Linked DNA regions of Mus musculus: regions 1 and 2 are each linked to region 3. A link is a contact called in public HiChIP or PLAC-seq data. All regions are on one chromosome and are shown on one strand. The core of a region is the stretch at or near the end of the contact, and the rest is flanking DNA. Distances in the headings are between cores, read along the strand shown.

Evidence for each region. HiChIP or PLAC-seq counts read pairs in DNA pulled down with a chosen protein or histone mark.
Region 1: a contact with region 3 is called in an H3K27ac HiChIP or PLAC-seq map of embryonic stem cells, with 2.4 times the contacts expected there. The contact joins the promoter of Gpc2 here to the promoter of Slc12a9 in region 3. A contact is called at or near these places in 3 of 115 datasets of contacts at active chromatin or transcription factors (bone marrow-derived macrophages, embryonic forebrain and embryonic stem cells).
Region 2: an H3K4me3 HiChIP or PLAC-seq map of bone marrow-derived macrophages shows a contact between it and region 3, with 3 times the contacts expected there. The contact joins the promoter of Zscan21 here to the promoter of Slc12a9 in region 3. A contact is called at or near these places in 3 of 39 promoter capture datasets (cranial neural crest, hematopoietic stem and progenitor cells and second pharyngeal arch cranial neural crest) and 2 of 115 datasets of contacts at active chromatin or transcription factors (bone marrow-derived macrophages and pancreatic cancer cells).

What each region holds. Positions count from the first base shown.
Region 1 is chr5:138,278,671-138,282,225 of GRCm38.p6, forward strand. It overlaps Gpc2 (glypican 2 (cerebroglycan)), which reads right to left and starts at 1,267. Exons shown (of 10, transcript NM_172412.2): 1 at 979-1,267; 2 at 169-327. The coding sequence starts at 1,144. It overlaps Stag3 (stromal antigen 3), which reads left to right and starts at 1,839. Exons shown (of 34, transcript NM_016964.2): 1 at 1,839-1,984; 2 at 3,195-3,368. The coding sequence starts at 3,205.
Region 2 is chr5:138,115,284-138,119,001 of GRCm38.p6, forward strand. Zscan21 (zinc finger and SCAN domain containing 21) reads left to right here and starts at 1,622. Exons shown (of 5, transcript NM_011757.3): 1 at 1,622-1,724; 2 at 2,553-2,637.
Region 3 is chr5:137,331,388-137,335,039 of GRCm38.p6, forward strand. It overlaps Slc12a9 (solute carrier family 12 (potassium/chloride transporters), member 9), which reads right to left and starts at 2,195. Exons shown (of 14, transcript NM_031406.3): 1 at 2,061-2,195; 2 at 1,069-1,291; 3 at 739-873. The coding sequence starts at 1,249.

The DNA.
Region 1 (3,555 bases), core at 17-2,516, 950 kb after region 3:
AAGGGCAGGGTCCTGTAGAGAATGTGGAGTGGGGATGGGAAATAAGCAGGGGATTCTGGGGTGGGTGGTGGTGGCCTAGCTATGACTGCAGGAGGTGGGAATAGGAAACGGGGTGCATAAACACAAAGAGGTGTGAAGCACATCTGGGAACCCCCCAAAGGTCCTCACCATTAAACTTTCTATGCCGGGCAGCCAGTGTGTGAATCAGGAAAGAGCCACTGTCCTCTACCAGGCCACGGAATGTGACTTCAGCATCCCTGATCAACTTCTGCTCTGTCTCACTGGAACAGCAGGTGTACTCCTGAGGACAGACTTGAAGGTGCTCACCTGCGCAGAGGAGACAGGGAGGAGGACTGGATGGCAAGAAGGGATATTAGGAATCTCCTTTCATCCCTCGCCTATCTCTGGGGGCTGATTTTTGTCTTCCACCTGCCCGGTTGCTTTTTCCTTTGTTTGCCCCTTCAGCCCTACCTGAACCCTCTTTTATTGTCCCTCACCCATCTCAGCTTCACTCCTATTTGTAATGGGATCATCTATTGAACAGCTGCTTTGAGGGCCATATTAGTGACCAGAGGGTCTTCAGGTAACCCTCCCCAACACTGCACAACCCACTCCTCCAGGGACTTATGGGACAACTATGGAATGAAGAACGGGATTTGTAGGGGTGGGGCTACTTGGTAAGCAAGAAAGTATTGTCATAGAAGCTCACAGGAATTGCAAGGCGATTTCTGGCTGTTAGAAAGACACTAACGGGTGTGCTAATTACAGAGAAGGGAATTCCTTGGGTGGGGACTGAATGAGAGTTATTATATGAGCAGCAGGTTTATTGTGATCCCGGGAAGGAAGTTACTGGAGAAGAAAGATGCTCAACAGATGAAACAATCATCATAATGGTCACTGAAAGGAAAGAGTTATTGTGAGATGGGGAGGACCCGTCCCCGCCCCTTCCCACCCCGACTCTTCCCTCTTTCTTCTCACCTGAGATGAGGGAGGGAGGGATTAGGTTTAAGCTATATCCCCGGGCCCCCAGCACCTGCCGAGTCTCTGCACAACTCCGGACGACCTTTGCCTCACTCCCATGTCCCGGCCCTAGACCCGGACACAGATGGAGCAGCAAAAGCAGGAGAGGTCGCAGCGCAGACATAGGTGCTCTCCTCCCTGGGACGGGGCAAAGTGGGTCCTAAGGAGGAAAGAAGAGTCCGCGGAACTCTAGAACCCCGTTCTCGGCCGCGGGACGTCTCGAAGAAAAGAATAGGAGCGTGTCCCCTAAAACTGAACAACCCCAGCACCGTAGCAGGACCAGGAGGCATCTGCGGAGACAATGGGAGCCGGGGAGCGGGACAGGGGGCGGGGCCCGAAGCGGTAGCCCGCCAATGATAAGAAGAAGCCGGCCCCAGGGGCGGGGACAGGGTAGCCGTGAAGCCAATGTGGAACGGCAACTCGGCAGGGGCGGAACACGGCCCGCACGGCGGAGGCTGGCAGGGGTAGGGGTTGTGGTCTTGAGAAGGGGCGTGGTATTTTGCTCGAAAGGCGGGGTTTGGGTGAAACTGAGCCAATTGCAATTGAAGAGCCGGACTGAAGGCAGCAGCAAACGCTCAGCCAATGGAAGGGGACATAGGAGTAAAGGAGGCGTGACCAGGATGGAGCGACTCCGCACGCGCTGGAGCCCACGTGACAGGACTGCACAGCTACATGCCTGGCGGCTGCTCGAAGCCAAGCGCGCTGAGAGGCAGGAACGTGGTTAGCACGAGCTCGCGCTGCGCCAAGTCTCGCGACACTTCTCAGCCGCGCGAAGACCAGTTAATCTCGCGCCTGCGCACGGCTTATCCCGTGCCTTCCCGCGTTTTTTTCTAAGGCTTAACCGCCCGCCACCAGAGGAAGAAGAGCAGCTGCGGCGGGCGTCTCGCGACCGAGGTGGGATGTCCACTGAGACCTGAAAGGACCTCTGAGGTGGTGACCTTTCTTCAGCCGTGTTCATCTAAAGGTCATTCTTCCAAGTTCAAACTGTGAGGTTGCCCCTTTGGACCCATAAATAGGCAGCGTTCCAACCCCCTGTCTCCACTGAGGTCTGTAGCTCTGTCTCGTGTCCGCTATGGAGGCCGGAAACCCTTTTTTTTTTTTTCGAGACAGGGTTTCTCTGTGTAGCCCTGGCTGTCCTGGAACTCACTCTGTAGACCAGGCTGGCCTCAAACTCAGAAATCCACCTGCCTCTGCCTCCCGAGTGCTGGGATTAAAGGCGTGCGCCACCACGCCGGGCCCGGAAACCCCATCTTCTGATTCAGAGAGATAAGCAGCCTCATAAACGGAAGACACCCTGCTCCCTCCTCCCCCACAGCCCAAATAAGCTTGGGGTCAACCTTATGCAGCGCGCTTTCTGGAAGTAGAGAACGCGCTTTACTCGTTGGAATGTTTGTGGCTTAACTCAAATGACACCTCTGCTTCCGGATCACGAATAGCCTCCCATTTCCTGTAGAGTCAGACAATGAGTTTCAGAAATGGAAATCTGAGGTGCTTTGCTGGTTCGGTTTTAGCAGCTGAGCCTCAGCCAGTGTACCCCTCTCTGATTCCTCTAAGAGGGATTTGTGCCAGAAGCTGCTCAGAAACTGCTCTGTGTAAACCCTCTGGCCTTGTTTGTTTACCTATATTGAAGATTGGCCCCAGATCCTCTGGCCTTATTAAATTAATTTACCTATACTGAAGATTGGCCCCAGATCCTCTGGTGTTATTTATTTATTTATTTTAATTAATTTACCTATACTGAAGATTGGACCCAGGTCCTGTGGCCTTAATTTATTTAGCCATACTGAAAGTTGGGTGCTGCCCAGAGTCTTGGAACATCTACTGCTCAGCTATAACCCCCAGGCCTCTTTTTTACTGTTTATTTTGAATAAGGTCTCACTAAGTTGCTCAGGCTACAGGCTACTCTGGAGTTCCAGGCTGACTTTGAATTTGATGAGCAACCTGCCTTAGCCTCCCAGGTAGCTGCAATTACAAGCCTACAGCATCACTCCTAGTTTCAGGTTTCTGTTTGCAAGCCCTTATAGCAGTAGTGACCATAATACCTCGATGTGGTTAGGTTGACTATTGGTTTTGGTGCTCTATCCCATAGTACTGAGACCACATTCTGGGAGAGAAAGATGATGGTCTATAGAGGGATATAGTAGTAGTAGGAACTCTTTCCTTTTTTCCTACAGCTGGATTAACATGCCTACTCTGTGGTCACCTTCTACCCAGCACCATGGCTCTTCCTCAGGCAGTGAGTCTTCCCCACTTCAAAAGTCTGTGAGACGTGCACAGATGGCCTTGTCTCCTTGTTCCTCCTCCATCCTACCCTGTGATGACAGAGACTCACAGGGAACTGCAGAGTGGTGAGTGCCGTTGGTGAGAGGTCTGAACTTGGGAGCTCCTTCTGCATCCCCAGCAGCTTTCCTCTCTGTTGTTTTCTAGCATGGTTGTAGTGTATGTGGGGCCATATGACAGTATCAGAAATGCTGTACTGAAAGCTGGATATGGTGGCACATACCTGTAATCGCAGAATATGGGACGAGGAGGCTG
Region 2 (3,718 bases), core at 372-2,871, 780 kb after region 3:
ATATATATAATGTCTTCAGAGCTAGGTAAATAACTTGATGATGGAGAGAAGTGCTAGCTTGCATAAGGCATTGGGTTCTACCCCCCTCCCCCAGCACAGAAAGAAAAATCTATAGTGGTAGAACAAGCATACACAAATAGAGAATCAAAATCTTGTCTCAGCTTTGCTATCAATTTACACTCTAGTACACACTGGATCTGATCTGCCAAGACACTGCTTTCTTCATACATAAACAAGAACTCAGGCAGATTGTTCTCTGTGTTTTTGATTGTAATGGCTATTCCTGGTTGTCAACTTGACTCTATCTGGAATGAACTACAATCCACCTGTGATCCAGATCTTGAGGCTGGAAGAAGATTCTGACCTGGATCTTGGCATGGAGATCTTGAGGCATAGTGGCCATGAGAAACTTAGGTCCATGCCGGGCATGGTGGCTCATGCCTTTAATCCCAGCACTTGGGAGGCAGAGGCAGGTGGATTTCTTAGTTCGAGGCCAGCCTGGTCTACAGAGTGAGTTCCAGGACAGCCAGGGATACACAGAAAAACTCTGTCTTGAAAAAACAAAAAACAAACAAACAAACAAAAACAAAACAAAACAAGAACAACAAAAAAGAAAAACTTAGGCCCAGGAAACTAAGGCAAAGAGATCTCTGAGTTCTAAGAGCCAGGCATGGTGGTACACACTTAATCTGGGCCACACCTTCTGCTAGAGATTTGCTTAAGGACATTGGAAGAAGGAAGAGTCCCTCTTCTTCGGCTGCTTGCACTTACTTGCCAGCACATCTGTTGGAATCTACTTCTACAGACGACCAGCTGGAACACCTAGCTTCGTGGGACTGAGCAACTACTAGATTCTTGGACCATTGCTGGGGTACAGACTGTAAGTTATCACAATAAATTCACTCAGTATAGACAGACATTCCCTTAGTTCTGTGACTCTAGAGAACCCTAACTGTTACAGTGCTCATGTACACAGTGTGTTTGCAAACATGTGAAGGCCAGAGGTTAATGTTAGCTGTCTTCTTCAATTGCTTCTCTACCTTGTTTTTGAGACAAGGTGTCACTGATCTGGAGCTAGGCTGCCCAGACAACAGACTGCAGGGGTCCTCCCAGCACTCGGATTACAGGCATGTGATGTACCATAGTCTTTTTATGTGGTGCTGGAAATCCAAATGTAGGTCCTCACGCATGAGCTCTTTACTCACTCACTGATCTAGAGGCAAGTGGATCGTTTATAGAGTTCGAGGTCAGCCTGGTATACATAGAGTTCCAGGCTAGCTAGGGCTAATGACATGTTTGTCTCAAAAACAAGGCAGTGGTGGCTCATGCTTTTAATCCCAGCACTCGAGAGGCAGAGGCAAGTAAATCCCTGAGTTCGAGGCCAGCCTGGTCTATTGAGTGAGTTTCAGGGCAGCCAGGGCCGCATAACCCTCCAAAAACCACCCACCCTCAAAAAAAGAATGAACGAAAGAAAGAAAAGGGAGGGGGTAGGAAGAGAGAATGAGAATAAAAAAAGAAATAGGGGGAGAAACAGATCACAACCAGGACAGTCGCAGCCTCCGGTGAAACAGGATACCGACAACGCTCGGATTCCTAGAGGGGCGGCTGCTCCCCCTCCAGAGGGGCGGGGCTCTGACGCGCTTCCGGTGGTGCTGTCGTTCAGCCGCTGTGAGGATTCCAGACTCCAAAGCGGTTCTGAGTCACGGTGAGCCTGCGAGTCCCAGGTTAGCCTAGCGGTCGGGGAGCGTTGGCCAAAAGATTTCGAGAGGGTGGGACGGGTTTAGCGACTGTGGTTCTGGTTCGGGGAGTTCCTCCATGGTGGTTCTGGGAGATTGAGGAGGAGCGCCCCGCCCAGCCGTCGTCGGCGCCCGCTCTAAGGAAAGGCTTTTCCACCCCCGAGGGCTCCCTGGAACAAAACCCTGATTCTTTTGCTTCCGGAATCGCATTTCTAGTCTCTCCGTTATTGTCTGTTACCTGACGGAAACTGCCCTCTTTCTTCCCCAGCAAGAGCCCTGAGATCTAAACTCAGAACTAATTGTTAAGAATAAGCCCAAGTGTAGAAACCTCTGAAAACCCGAATCTCCTCAGTCTTGAGTCTTGTCCAGTCCAGGCGGGGAATTGGTCCCGGTGGGCTTTGTGCGCACTGGACAAGGATTTGCTCAAGTCTGGAAAGATTTTTAGACGATCGTTTGTAAAACGCGTATAGGATAGAAAGGTGATTGATTTATTTGGTGGCTGACATAGTTGGAAATCTGTTGAAAGGGGACACTTAAAGAATTGTGAACAACAACAACAAAATCAATACAGGAAAATTGTTTTTCAAGTGGTGGAAGGCTTCTGAAGAGAGACTGAGTATTGGTTCAGGGCTATTGAAATGATGCAGAATTTGGCTCACTCTGAGCTACTAGATCTGCCCAGTAGTTATGCTCTTCAGAATTATTGGCCTGCCTGGAAGCTTTTTGAAAATTAGTTTGCTCGGTTTGAGACGGGGTCTTACTGTATGGCCTACACTGGTGTATAATTGGTGATCCTCCTGTCTCTGTTCTCTTCAGTGCTGTAATTACAGGTATGCACCACCACGACTTCAGCTTGGAGTTTCCAAGTGCAGAGTGTCTTAAGGGCATTATCTACTACAAGGTAATAATTGCTGTTCATTTGATGCAATCTGTGATAGTTTGATTTGTTTACACTTCGTCTTGCACAGAATGAATTTGAGGCTGATTAAGGGAGTGTGTGTGTGTGGGGGGGGGACTTATAAACTGTAGAATTCGCATAAAGGAGGGAAAAATTGGGAAGTGACCAAAAGCCTGCTGCTAGACTTCGAGAGTTAGGTTTTTATTTTTTTACTCTGTGTGTGTGTGTGTGTGTGTGAGTCAAAGGATAGTTGGCATAGTTGACTGCTTCCCTTCCATTACATGGACACCAGTCTCAAAACAGGCAGCAGGTCGGTTGCATTTGTTACCCACTGAGCCATCTTGTCAGTTGAGTTAAACCTTTAGATAGGGGCTGGAGAGATGGCTCAGTGGTTAAGAGCACTACTGGCTGCTCTTCCAGAGGTCCTGAGTTCAAATCCCAGCAACCACTTGGTGGCTCATGGCCATTTGTAATGTGATCTTATGCCCTCTTCTGGTGTGTCTGAAAACAGCAACAGTGTACTCTTAGACATAAAATAATACATGAATCTTTAAAAACAAAACAAAACAACCTTTAGATAGCTTTGGTTTTGCTTTTTTGTTATTTTTCAAAACAGGGTTTCTTTGTGTTGCCCTGTCTGTCCTGGAACTCTGTTGACTATGCTGGCTTCTAACTCAGAGATCCTCCTGCCTCTACCTTCCATGTGCTGGGATTAAGGTGTACATACCACACCCTGCTTTAGGTAGCCTTTTTAAAGTTTTTTTTTTTTTTCTATGAAAGTGTTAAATTAGGCCTGTTTTTCTACCCACATACTTTTTGATTTTATGACTATTTAAGGAATTTTCAGAAACCAAGACCTGGAGGGCATCTTCACATGGCAAGCTCAGCATTACCAAATGTGAAACATTGGCTTTCTTTGTGTGCAGGGAGCAAGATGCCAAGATACTTTAGTACCAGATTTTTTCTTTTCTTCTTTTTGGTTTTTTGGTTTTTTTTTTGGTTTTGTTTTGTTTGTTTTTTTTTTTGTTTTTGTTTTTTGTTTTGTTTTGTTTTGTTTGTTTGTTTGTTTGTTTTTTTGAGACAG
Region 3 (3,652 bases), core at 945-3,444:
TGTACATTGGTGTTTTGCTTGCATGTGTGTCTGTGTGAGGGTGACCGGAGCATCTGGAACTGGAGTTATAGACAGTTGTGAGCTGCCACATGGGTGCTGGGAATCAAACCCGGGCCCTCTGGAAGAGCAGCCAGTACACTTAACCCCTGACCCATCTCTCCAGCCACCACTTTGTGTGTTTTTGATACAAGGTCTCAAGTAGCCCTGGTGGCTTCCAACTCACTATGGGTTGGATGACCCAGAACTCCTCAGCATTAGAGGCATGGTTCATCATGTCCCTCTCTTTATTTTTTTATTTTGCCCAGGCTGGTCTCAAATTCATTCTGTAACCCAGGGTACTCTTGGGATTTTCATCCTCCTGCCTCCATCTCCCAGGTACCCAGGGTGAGAGGCCTGCATTTCCATGCCTGGTATCACTTTCCTCATCTGTACAATGACTATCAGTGAGCAATTTTTTGTGGTTGTTGTTGTTAGAGGGGGAGAAGGACTGGGGATCGAACCCATGCATGCTAGGCAAGCACTCTACCCCTGAGCTACATACACACTCTGTGCTTAAAAAACGCTAACTGCTAACAGTGTTAGGAGACCAGGCATGAAGATAAGAGTGCTGGTCACCTTTACTGGCTATATTCATTAACATTTGGCCTATTTTCAGACAGAAGATATTGGCCCCTTTCCCCTCCTGAACCTTGGAGGACAGAAATACCCAGACCCCAGTCCATCTAGGTTGGAGGATACAGTAGGCTCCGCCCCCTCTCACAGCTCCATTGGTGGCAATGGCACACACTGAGAGGACTGTTAGTGCCAGAATGATGTAGGCAACCAGTAGCATCGCCAAGGCCTGCAACAGCCCAGCGTGGCCCACCACGAACCCTGCACAGGGGGAGAAAAGCAGGTCACAAGGGATGCTTATATACCTCTCCCCCTTCCCCCCATCCCACTGGCCAGCACAGTCCCACAGCAGAGCCACACACAAGGCCTCAAGGGGCCTTACCCTCCATCTGACCACATGTACTAGGGTCCATCCCTAGCCTTAGCCCCTTCCCAATAATTCCCTCCTCTACTCACCAATCCTCAGAAACACGACTATGCTAAACATGGACAGAACCGTGGGCACCACCACACCCAGGAAGGTGGAGAGCTTGCGGGATGATGGCACTCCAGATACTCCAGCTCCATTGGGAGGGAAGGCAGCCCCCTCTTCCCCCAGAAGCCGGTAGGCCAAAAGAGGGGAGCTCTCGCTGGCCATTGCTGAACGCCAGCAGAGGAAGCCACAAAAGGGCTAGGAGACCTGTAAAAAGAGGTTTTAGTGGCTGGATAGCAATACCACAGACCCTCTCTCCCTAAACAAAACCCTAATTAAACACTCAGTTTCCTCAAAAGGAGAGTTGCAAAGGATACACACACACACACACACACACACACACACACACAGGGCACAGAAACTCAAAACTGTCCCAGCAACTTCCCCACTCTCGGACCCTGGTGTTTAAATAATCAGGGTCCCTTTCAGTTCTTAGGGACCGTGTCATCCTCCGTGCCTCTGAAACTAGGGGTAGCAGTGAGTCTGCGAAAGGGACACAGATCCCCTTGTCAAATAGGTCTCGCCTTAATTGGCAACAAGAGGGGAAGAAGATCTCCTCAAAGGGAAGTTAGCTATTACCAGTAAACACCTCCTCCCAAGTCCTATGCTGCTCCTGTCGAGTACCCTCAATACAGCACCTCACACATGGGCAATAAGAAACTTTCAAAGCTCTCAAAGCTCCACCTTGTATCACCCCTGTCCCTCAACCCATCTCAATCCTGACCAGATTTTTCTAATCTCTACAATGAGCCCTCCAAACTCTATCAATCCAAACAGAGCCATCAATTGTCCAAACACAAATGCAGGCAGCCTAGCATCAGCCACACAGGATCCCCAGGGTCCTCCTCCCCCACCCACCCGCTCTTGTCCACTTGCTTCAGTAACTGGATGCCTGGGGGGGGGCGGGGGGGACAGGCATCTGGCTCCAGCCGGCCAAGTGCACCCTGCATCTGGGTGCCGCAGGGTGCTCACTCACCACCTAGGAATGAAGCTGCTCCGGTGTGATCCCAGCGCGCCTGTGGGGCTCCGCTATAAACCGAGGGGGCGAGGGAGCCGGAAAAAGCAAGCGGGCTACCGGGATGTCAGGCCCGGAGCCTGCCCTCCCCAGCAAGGCGTCCCATTGGTCCCGATTCAAGCCCCGCCTCAAAGGTGTGGTCTACACTCAAGCCCCGCCCACACTCTCGTACGCTGCCTTGCAAGCCAAACCGTTCCACGTGCGTCTCGGGTGTCTTTTGCAAGGTAGTGGGTCACGATCCTCAGAGCCCCCCGTTGCCAGGATGCTAGCAGATGCCCATGGTGAGGGTCTGACTGCACTCCGAGCTCCAGGACGCCCCCAGGAATATCTGAAAGGGGCGCGTGGCGACTGCGGAAAAGTGGAGTGGGCGGAACCGCGGCACCTGACTCAGGTACACACCTGGGAACTGAGAGCGACGTCGGTCGGCGCCTGCCGGAGTCGTACTATTTCAGCTTCTCGGGAGACCCAGAGTGCCTCGGGCTTCCAGCCTGGTCCCTTTCACATTCAGAGGAGACCCCCTCCTCGTCCAGTTTCAGCTCGCAGGCTGCGCTCTTCTCTTCGGCCACGGGAGGGAGCCGTGATCCTCCATCCCGACTCAGGTCCGGGTAAATAAGCAGGTAACCCTGCTTGCTTTTGTGCCTAAGATCCTGTAACTGTGAGCTGGGCAGTGGTGGCGCATGCCTTTAATCCCAGCACTTGGGAGGCAGAAGCAGGCGGATTTCTGAGTTCAAGGCCAGCCTGGTCTACAGAGTGCGTTCCAGGACAGCCAGGGCTACAGAGAAACCCTGTCTCGAAAAAAGAAAAAAAAAATCCTTTATCTGTGACCCCAAAACTCCAACTTCAACCCTTACAGGTCTTACCAACGACGCTTCCTCATCTATAAAACGGGACTTAAAAAAGACATCCCTTCAAGGAGAGCAGTTGAGAGATGAACTAACCGTGTATACTCGCAGGGGGCATGGGTGGGGGCGCTCTTTATGTAGACCGGGCTAGCCCCATTTCAATACATAGCTGAAGAAGACTTCGTGTTTCTGATCCTCCTGCCTATACCTCCCATGTGTTGGGATTACAGATAAGTAACAGCACAGCCTGATGCAAATATTTATTTTCCTAAAAGAGCACTGCCCCCACCCACCCCGAGATTAAACACAGAGCCTCAAGCACACTAAGTGATGCTATAGTACATACGAAGCCTTAACATATTGACTCTTTAGTCCAATACATACATATTCATTTTTCCCCTCACACGGTATTGTATTAAATATGCATAACCATTCTGTGAGTGCACGTTCTACTACTGTGGTTGTATTAGATTAGGGAACTGAAGATGGGAAGCTTTTTTTCTTTAGATTTTTTTTTTAAATGTGAGTATTTTGTCTCATGTATGTATGTGTACCACGTGCGTGCCTAGTGGCCATAAAGGTTAGAAGGGGTGCTGGATCCCATGGGAGTATAGGTACGGATGATTGTCAACCACCATGTAGGTGATGGGAACGGAATCTGGGTACTCTGCAAGAGCAGCAAGTGCCCCACTGAGCCATCTCACTGGTCCC